Regions from separate parts of the Danio rerio genome. Here regions 1 and 2 are each linked to region 3. A link is a contact called in public Hi-C and HiCAR-type data. All regions are on one chromosome and are shown on one strand. The core of a region is the stretch at or near the end of the contact, and the rest is flanking DNA. Distances in the headings are between cores, read along the strand shown. Region 1 holds the start of sik1 (salt-inducible kinase 1). Region 2 has its middle 36 kb from the start of sik1. Region 3 holds the start of ing1 (inhibitor of growth family, member 1).

What was found. A called contact is a pair of places that touch in the nucleus more often than the background predicts. HiCAR-type assays count read pairs that join an accessible place to other places.
Region 1: a contact with region 3 is called in a Hi-C map of hematopoietic stem cells, with 5 times the contacts expected there. The contact joins the promoter of sik1 here to the promoter of ing1 in region 3. A contact is called at or near these places in 5 of 18 Hi-C or Micro-C datasets (caudal fin, embryo, hematopoietic stem cells and 1 more) and 2 of 4 datasets of contacts at active chromatin or transcription factors (caudal fin and embryo).
Region 2: a HiCAR-type map of caudal fin shows a contact between it and region 3, with 11 times the contacts expected there. The contact joins the enhancer-like site here to the promoter of ing1 in region 3. A contact is called at or near these places in 4 of 18 Hi-C or Micro-C datasets (caudal fin, embryo, hematopoietic stem cells and 1 more) and 1 of 4 datasets of contacts at active chromatin or transcription factors (caudal fin).

The regions. Positions count from the first base shown.
Region 1 is chr9:9,197,469-9,200,680 of GRCz12tu, forward strand. It overlaps sik1 (salt-inducible kinase 1), which reads left to right and starts at 1,892. Exons shown (of 13, transcript NM_001126383.1): 1 at 1,892-2,048; 2 at 2,166-2,311. The coding sequence starts at 1,892.
Region 2 is chr9:9,233,727-9,236,839 of GRCz12tu, forward strand. No RefSeq gene overlaps it. Among named protein-coding and RNA genes, the nearest start is that of sik1, 36 kb to the left of the region's middle. Within about 2 kb of position 1,480, at least 27 of the 62 cell types and tissues checked have an H3K27ac peak or open chromatin away from gene starts, as enhancers often do. A contact at or near this core is called in caudal fin, where this site is marked.
Region 3 is chr9:9,064,284-9,067,509 of GRCz12tu, forward strand. ing1 (inhibitor of growth family, member 1) reads right to left here and starts at 1,438. Exons shown (of 4, transcript NM_001040356.1): 1 at 1,267-1,438; 2 at 1,121-1,177; 3 at 805-977. The coding sequence starts at 946.

The DNA.
Region 1 (3,212 bases), core at 642-3,141, 130 kb after region 3:
TCTTTATCCACAAATGCAAACTTTCAAAATCCCCTCCTTTAATCAAGGATTTTGTCAACGAACTAATTCTTTTAATGAAGTCTCTTAAAGCTGTAAAAATGCAACTGCTCTGTCTATTGTAAGCTATTATGAGTCTGTTTTTATCGTCTCGTGAATGTCTTCCATTTGTTTTGTTTTGTTCTGTGTGTATTGTTTTATATTTAAATTATCCTTGGAATTTTTTGTCGCCTGTTTTCACTGTATTTGTAAATTACTAATGTACAAAAAAAAATAATAATTCAGTATCCTTCCTTCAAGTCAGTTTGTGATTTACTTTCTTTACTAATATCCAACTGTTTAATATAATTATGCTCTATGTATGACATCAAGTAGTTAGGGCCATTAAAACATGCATAAACGAATGTATTTCCTCATTTCTGCAGAGGTTTGAACTGTTTTCTCATACACTCCACATAATGCAGGAATAAATCAAGTCCCTTTTAACAACATGTGCAGATATGTCAGCTGACAATAAATAAATAAATTAATAAATAAATAAGTAAATGAATGAATAAATAAAAATGGTTAATGCATACACTCAAAAAGTACTTTAATGCTTGTTCAAACTACTTATTTAAAATGAGTTAAAGCAATACAGTTCTTATGTTGTTTTTTGTGACAACTTAATTGTTTTATGTTCAATCCACTTAAACTTGTATAAACGATTAAGTTGTGTTGTGACAACCTGAAGAAATTGTGTGGAACCCAGCATTTTCTTACGGTGTAGGCTATTTCTATTACACCATTTCTCCAAAGCAAACATGCACTCTCATTAGAATCATAGCTCTGTGTTTTTTTTCCTCATGAAGCCTTCAGAGTCCGCATGCCTTCCAGCAGGTGGAGCAGAGACTCTGAGAGCCTCAACACAGCACACACAACAGCTTGAGAGCGGCGACACATCTCTGCCACTGGCGTCATCGGCCTCATCACCAAGCAACCCCTCCATCAGCACTGGCGTCACCATACGACGAGCCCGCACTGTTGCCCGGCAACTTGTGCCTTGTGCGCTCGCCCGGCCTCGCGCCCCGCTCCGCTCCGAGCTCTGACGCGAGTATGACGTTAATGAGGCGGGTATCAGTTTGTTATAGCAGAGGGGGAGGAGGCGGAGTCACCGAACACACCAGGAGCCAGCAGCGCTTCTCTCATGCCAGCAGAAGCGCACTGGCCGGAGCGGCACCTTGTACATAGTCGCGCGCTCCGCCAAAAGTGTATATCGCTGTACATATGAATTATCATCAAGATAGCCAACAAACAAACATAAGTTTCCTTCACGGTTGGCACGAGGAATGACTTGTAAATGCAAATGTAAAAACCATTTGTGCTGTGGAAGGAGGTGGAAATTATTCGCGAGTTAAAGGTAAGAGCGGCTTATATTTGTTTTTTATATTCATTTGTTTTATTGATTAATCATATATGTAGACTTTGTAATTGTATAGCAATATTTTTTTTTATTTGTTTGATTTAATGGCATCTGACAGAATTTCAAGGACATATGTGAACAGTGCGCGCTGCGTTTACTTGTTCGTGTTCAGTCTGAAGTTTATAGTATTGTACTATTTGTTAGTTCATTTTCATATATAAAAAATAAAATGCTGAAAGTGTATTTTAATATATTTTAAATAAATGTTTAGATTTATCAGGGGATTGCTTTATAAATCAATACGTGTTTTGTGAAGCTTGTGATTGGATTGCATGTGTTTATGAGAATCAATAGATAATAATTTTTATTCTCCCTCTGAATATGTTCATGAACTTCCATAATATTCATGCACGTTTATAATTTCGTGTTTCTGGTCTATTGCAGATCATTTAAAGGTATCGCTGCGCTTAAGCACACACAAACACCGGCATCATGGTGATCATGACGGACAGCAGGACGGGCTCTCACTCAAGCTGTGCCCAGGCGAGGCCTCTTCAAGTCGGCTTCTACGAGATCATCAGAACCCTCGGCAAGGGGAACTTTGCTGTGGTGAAACTAGCCAGACACAAAGTAACGAAAACACAGGCAAGTTTCTTGCATTATGCAACGCATACTATTTGTAAATCATTTGTAAATTTGTTATTTTGTTTTTATTAAATTATTAATATTATTATTAACAGTACTGCACAATACATTCTGCATTAAGTAACCACATTTTATTTCATTTTCATGCAGGTTGCGATTAAAATAATTGATAAAACAAGACTGAACTCTGCTAATTTGGAGAAGATCTACAGGGAGGTTCAGATTATGAAGCTGCTTAATCACCCTCACATCATAAAGCTCTATCAGGTAAATGATGGGATTTTTAAAATGAATGATGTCATAATTGCAAAGACTAGCCCGATGAAATCCCTGGATTAATGTCTGTTAAATTGAGGGATTCTTGTGTATTTAATTTTAAGCTTGCTCGATGACATTGAGAAAGTGTGGTTTAGAAGTGAGTGAGTGTCTTAAGTGTTGGTTAGGCATATGGTGAGGTGCTTTTCCCTGGAAGTACATCTGGATTGCATGCAATGTATAAATAGCCCGAAGTTACTTTATCAGTTGCATCTAGCCACTTCAGTGCACTGTTAAATATTTTGGCAGGCTACCAGGAATTGCTTTATTTGACTATAGGTTGGGTTACTTGAAATTAAAGTAATTAATAATTAAATTGCTTGGCTTTTATGGTTTACCGTTATATCAGACTAATTTGTCTCCAAAATGTGTGCTTGACAATGAAAAATCAATCAAAATGATGTGTGGGACAGAGAAGTAGAAAGTGTTTCTGGACAGAAGGATACAGGGTGTAAATCTCCGACTTAATTAGCACGGGTGGAAATCGAGAGCAATGTGGCTGCAGAGTCACGTGAAGCTGGCTGTCTGTAAGGAGGAAAAATCTCTAAGAAGCACAATCTGATTTGATCCCTAGGCTTGTTTTGTCACCATAGTTTGGCTCGAGGACTCATGCAAACAGTGGCAGGCTAATACAGGGTGCAAAAGCGTCAGCACATTCTTTCTCTCATAGCCTGTAGCATTTCAGTTTGTTTCGTTCGGATTTGGCGGATTATATTTGCAAAGCAAGGTTGCGAGGAACTAAAATCCTTGGAAATAACATCACACCTCAGTGCTTTGAATCTGACCCCTTACATTTGTGAGAGGCGGAAGTTTTGGGAACTGAGCTGGAGCATTTGTAGTTTGATATGAGCTG
Region 2 (3,113 bases), core at 230-2,729, 170 kb after region 3:
CCTGTCTATTCAGTGGTGGTATCGGTCAGTGTTGACCATGCATTATGTATCCTTATTCTTATCTTGAGGCAATACTGATTGTCTGAGACAGCGTCGTTGGTGGCTGAAGAGGCCAATACAGGAGAGGCATTCTTTGCCACAGAAAACTTTCGACGAACTTGCTTGTCTTCCGCCGCACACATCAGGTTTTTGACTTAAATCAGTCTCAAAAGTAGAAGTTGTTAATGGCTGCTGCTCACAGGAAGTTACACAAAACGGTTTATAAACGTGTTTTTCTTATGAAAAATGCATCAATTTGCAAAGAACTTTATTCACACAATATTTATTGTATAATAATAATAATAATAATAATACCAACAATTATAATAGTACCTTTTTTATTTAAAATAAATCTAAATATATTTATATATTTATTTATAACAAATAATATAAATAAATGGGGTATGGAGGGCTTTTGAGAAGAGGCCATGGTCCTGGTCCAATGCAAAAGACAGTGATGACATTAGAATACAACTATGCACAATTCTGAATAATTTCTAAATGAAATTATGAGGTGAATAATTATGCTATACACATATTCTTGCACTCTGTCATTGACTACATATAAATAGACTATTTTCAAATAAAAAAAAATGTCATTATCAGATTCTCTCTTGCATATTCAACATGTAGAGCAGATATATACTGCCACTCACAATCAGTAAATGTTTATTCACACACAGAAGACTCACTGCGGACACTCCGTTAATCTCTCCAATGTCTCTTCTCAGAATATTACCTAAACATTCATTTTTTTCACAAAAATCATTCAAAAAGATTATAAAGAATTTGTGAACTTACTAGACCAGTCATTATCCATTCTCAATGTTTACTGGATTTAAAAATAACTCTTCATTAAACCATATTTGTACTTATATAATATAAAATGCAACACCAAGCAACATTATTACAACATTTTTGCTATTCCAAATAAAATTGCTATTACTGGAATTTTACACTTTTACACACTCTTTACACTCTCCAATCACTACCACCCCAAAAATTGCCTATATGTGAGGTAACAGAATACAAGATGTTTAAAACCAGAAGCGTCAATATAGTCTGTTATTTTGTCTGTGAGGAGTTTTGCAGACTCCTTTTCCTTCTAAGAATGTGGTCATGGGAGATAGGATTTGTAATCGTGCTCCACTGAATGTCAAATGGCTTCCTTGGCGGAAAAAAGGGCACAAGCCTAAGATACGTCACGTCACGCTCATCTAATTTTGGCAGTGTGTCAAATGTATAGTCCAGAATGTTTACTTAGGAGATAAACAGCTGCGCAGTTAGTAGAAGGGAAGCGACCTCATTGCCTCCAGTGATTTTGGGTCAAGGAGCCGATGTCTGTTGCTGAGCCTTGGGTTTTATTCTGCCTTGTTTGCACCGACTGTCACCTCTGTTTGTGCCGCCGACAGCAAAGCACCGTGGGACCTGTGATGTCATCCATGTGTGAGTGCACTTAAGGCCTTCCCACACCGAGCTATTAAAATTCAAAGCGCTGTGCGAGACAGTGTCGTATCTCACAGGAATGAACTTCTCTCTCTTTCTCTCTCTCTCTCTCCGCATAGGAAAACACAAGTTAGATAACACACAGCTTGATGAACATGATCAGGTTACACACTAAAGTGACAATAAACAGCCTTTGTTTATGTAATCGAAAAACTCGTCGATGACGCAAAGAGCGCGTCGTTTATTTTCATACTTGTAGGTGTTTGCATTTTTATCAAACTATAAAAACATTGACAGAAACAGAGAGCTGAATTAACAAAACGGACCGGTTGATAACCGAACAGGAAAGGAAATATACAGCAGTGTACAAAAACGAGTCACTTAAATTAAAGTCTTTTGTTAGCAATTGTCAACTGGATTAATTGACCTGATAGAGTTTAACTGAACTCTAGAATTTTTTGACCATAAAAATAATGCTTCAAAACTGATGTGAAATAGAAAAAAAAAAAATATGTAGTTATATTTATAGGTGCGCATAGATTATTTTTTAAATCAAGATTAATCTTACGGTAACTTTGGAATTCATCTAGATTAAAATGGCTCATTTGAATACTGCCGAAGGCATTCAGAAAATGTGTGCGCTTCCCAAATAATGTCTTTGAGAATGGGTTTCTCAAGCCAGGTGGCACATTAGACCAGGGGCTCATCTCCTGTTTCCACAAAGTATCACAAACTGCTTGAGAAACTGTTCTATAATTTATGGTGATGAACAGAAAATTACATTTAATGAGATGTAAACACCTTAATTATATTATTGTCTAAGGCAAATAACTAACTACAGATGTCCATGTAAGCCTAGTGTCTTCAAAGTAAGTGAAAGTGAAAAATCCAGAAGGGCGTCCTGCTGATTTGATTCAGAAGGGCACTTGTTTGTCAGACGAATCACCGGTCAGGTATACATCCGCGATAAAATATCGAGGTGAAAGTCACCTTAGCTTGCGTAAAATAGACCCAGCTCCCAACGCAACTTTGAGAATAGATTAATGGCAATTTTTTTTTATCAGGTGATAAGACACAGCACGTTAATGCCACCAATATTTATGTCATATAAAAATAATGCACCATAGGCTCATTCTGAAAATGTAGCCCTATATACAGTAAATTACAGTACAGTATTACAGACATCCCAGGATGTCCTTCGAAAAAGAGTAGGGGTTTAACCCCGGCATCCTGGCCAAATCTGCCCACTGGTCTCTGTCCATCATGGCCTCCTAACAATACCCATATTCCAATTGGCTTCATCACTGTCTCCTCTCCACCAATCAGCTGGTGTGTGGTGTGCGGTCTGGCGCAAAATGGCTGCCGTCGCGTCATCTAGGTGGATGCTGCACACTGGTGGTGGATGAGGAGATTCCACCATTGTGTAAAGCGCTTTGAGTGCCCAGAAAAGCGCTACATAAAAGTAATTATTATTATTATTATTATTTCTGGACATCGCAAATTATGTAGGCTGAAGTATGTATGGCTGCATTCCGTCTTTAAAGCAAACGCTACACCATTTTTTTTCGCGCTTACCAGCTGATCGCTTACCTCCAAATGGACGACTTTTCCACTATGGAGACGAAGAC
Region 3 (3,226 bases), core at 188-2,687:
TAACAACCTGACAATGTTTTTTTAGAGCACAAAGTGTTCTTGAAACTTCATATGACTAAAGTTGAACCGATGAAGTCACGTAGAAAATTTTGGCAATGTTTTACTTCCTTTTCTGGACTGTCTAAAATATCTTAGTTTGTGTTCCTGAGATGAATGAAGGTCTCAGACATGAGGGCGAGTAATTATTATTAACTTTTATTTTGGGGTGAATTACTACTATAATCAATCTTATTAATAAAGAATCTCGTTAATGACATGAACAAATCCCTCAGTAAAAAAGCTAACCGCAGGAGATTTCTAGCTTTTTTAACTATAAAAACAATTCGTGAAATCAGATTGCCCCTGTAGTGACTCCTAGTAACTTAATGCCCAACCACGTTTGACAGAAACGTTACACGGAGTTGCTAACAATATGGTTTGTGTATATACTGTTTCTATGATTTTTTTTCAAAGCACACAACATCAGCACACAGTTGTGATTTCAAGCTACGTGATTATTGTAACAGGAAGTTTGGTGGCGCTAGACGCTGCCAGACTCCATCCGAACAGGATGTGTGGCGATTACATAGAAACCGCTAAATAATGTGCACAACAATAGCAAATGCATTTACTCAATATACTTAATAAACTGGGCAGCTTTACACTCGCAATATTGCCTGTTTCAAACTTGCCTGTTTCACGTGCTAACGTTAACAGTTAGCCGCTAGCCAGCTAGCTAGTGTGACATTTAACACCCGTTGCTCAAACAATGCAGTGTTACTGTGCTTACACTTCTGCCATGTGGAAATGTCTGTAATCTCTCACCTTGATATTTGGCGTCTATTTCCTTCATAAGAGACACACATCTTTGTAGGTCCAAAGGCAAAGACTCAACCAGCTCCAGGTACTCCTCAACATAGTTCACCACAACATGAGACGACTCGCCGTTTGATGAAGGATTCAGCATCTTTTCAAACGCATTTAGGATGTTGATAAATCTGTGATAAATCAATTTTAATAATTATCCTATGCTATGGCCTTTGTTTTAAAAAAAATAAAGGCTGCTGAGAAAAGTTACTAAGGTGTTAGTAGTAGTATTGAGTTGTTCAGGACCAGTGACGATTCTATGGCGGAGACCTACCTCATGAATATTAATATCTTTACGCTGACGTTGATGTGTAACCTTCCAACCGAGTGTCTAGGAAAGCAAAATATGATTAATATTCATTACAGAAGCTGTTATGTATGAATATTTTTCACAAAATAAACTGTAAAAAAAACGTTTACAGTGGCACGACGCGTGGTGGCGTCTGTCAGCAAGACTTCAACGGTCATTTCGAAGGATAGAAATTAAAATGCTCTGCATGTTATTTTAGGATTAGATGGGTTTAGTGGAGTTTGGATTGTGGAATAGAAAAATACAGAGGAAAAATGACTGTTGACTACGCACAACCCCAAGTAGCCTTATTTGAGTTTGAAAGATGCAAGGAGTTCAAAATAGCCTGAGCCGTCATATGAGTTGTTTACAGACTTGCTGCATATTATCACTCATCAATTATATTTTGTTAAGGATATAATAATAATAATAATAATAATAATAATAATAATAATAATAATAATGAAAGAAAACATAAAAAATTGTCAGAGAGAAAGCATAAAGTATAAATGCCCCAGTTTACTTTGTGTAGTAATTAAGAAACGGTCAAGCCAGATTAAAGACATTCTCTATGCTGAAACAGATTGTGCAAAGAAGTTTCCAAAGAAATGCATTGAGATTAAATATATTGATATCGTTATCTTTGGCAAATTGGCATGGAGCATGTGTTGCAACAGAGAAACACACATTAGACGAGAAAAATTATACTGCATGTAAGCAAATGATTAATAAACCATTTAAATGCATATTTTAGGAGGAAAGTTGTGTGCTTTAGGGAGGATTGTTTACCCAGGTGAAAAAAATATATAACTAAATGCAACTAAAATACACTTAAATACCCGCAAATACATTTTTAGTACATTGTTTTTTGTTTTTTTGTGTTAAATAAAAGTTTGATGGTTTTACACTATAAATATACTAATTAAAAGTATGTTTATACTTCAGTAGGACTTTAGTACACTTGACAAAAGTATACCAAATACCAGTAATACTTAAATAATTTTTTAGTGTACTACAATAAAGTACACTACAGAAAAACATCCAAAAGACTTTTATTAGTGTGTTTTTCAAAAGTGTGCTTTAAATGCTTTAAACATTAGTTGATTTAAGTACACTGTTTACATACTAATCCTAAGTTTAAAATAAGTTAATATATAAAAAATCTATTTGTAATGTATTGTAGTAGAAGTACATTTTCCCAAAAGTTGTACTTAAGTACACTTAATGTGAATGCAATATTATCACTAACACTTAAATTGATTTTGAGTGTGGTAATTTTAAGTTTTTAAGTAATTTTAAGTAGAAGTACATTTTCCCAAAATGTCTTTACAATTCATATATGTGCTGTAATGTTGCATATATTTATATTTTTGTGTTCTCAGTTTTTTGCTAAGTTTTTGTTCTGTCCCCTAAGGTATTTTTTGGACTTGTGGTTTATTGCACAAAAAAGATTAAAGTGTTTTGATGAAGCACATATGCTGTTTTCTTTGTACACACATTATCCCAGGTAAAAAAAAAAGAAGTGCACTAAAATGCACTTTATTTAAGTATACTTAGTACACTTTTCTGTAATGTACTATAAGTGCTCTATTTTCGCACACTAATTTTGTACTTAATGTACTAAAAGATAGTATTAAGTATATGTTAAGATAAACTTAATACCATCTAAGTGCACTCAACTGTGCTATTTTGAGACACACTGAAATTGAACTAAAATGTGCTTTTAACATACTATATCTGTATTTTAAAAATATATGTTTAGTTACAACTAGAAATACACTTGAACCCTAATTTTAAATATTTAAATATATTTATGACTAATTTAAAGTATAATAGTAATATATTAAAAGAATATTCAAATTGTTAAAAACGTGTGCTAAATACTGTATTAAAAGTGCTCTATTTTCCTAAACTAATTTTGTATTTAATGTACTAAAAAGTTGTATTAAGTACATTTTGAAATAAACTTAAGTACATCTAAGTGTACTCAACTGTGCTATTATGAGACAAAATGAAGCTGATCAAAAATGTGCTTTTAACATACTAAACATTTATTTAAACAATATATTTTAAAGGGATAATGTGTGTACA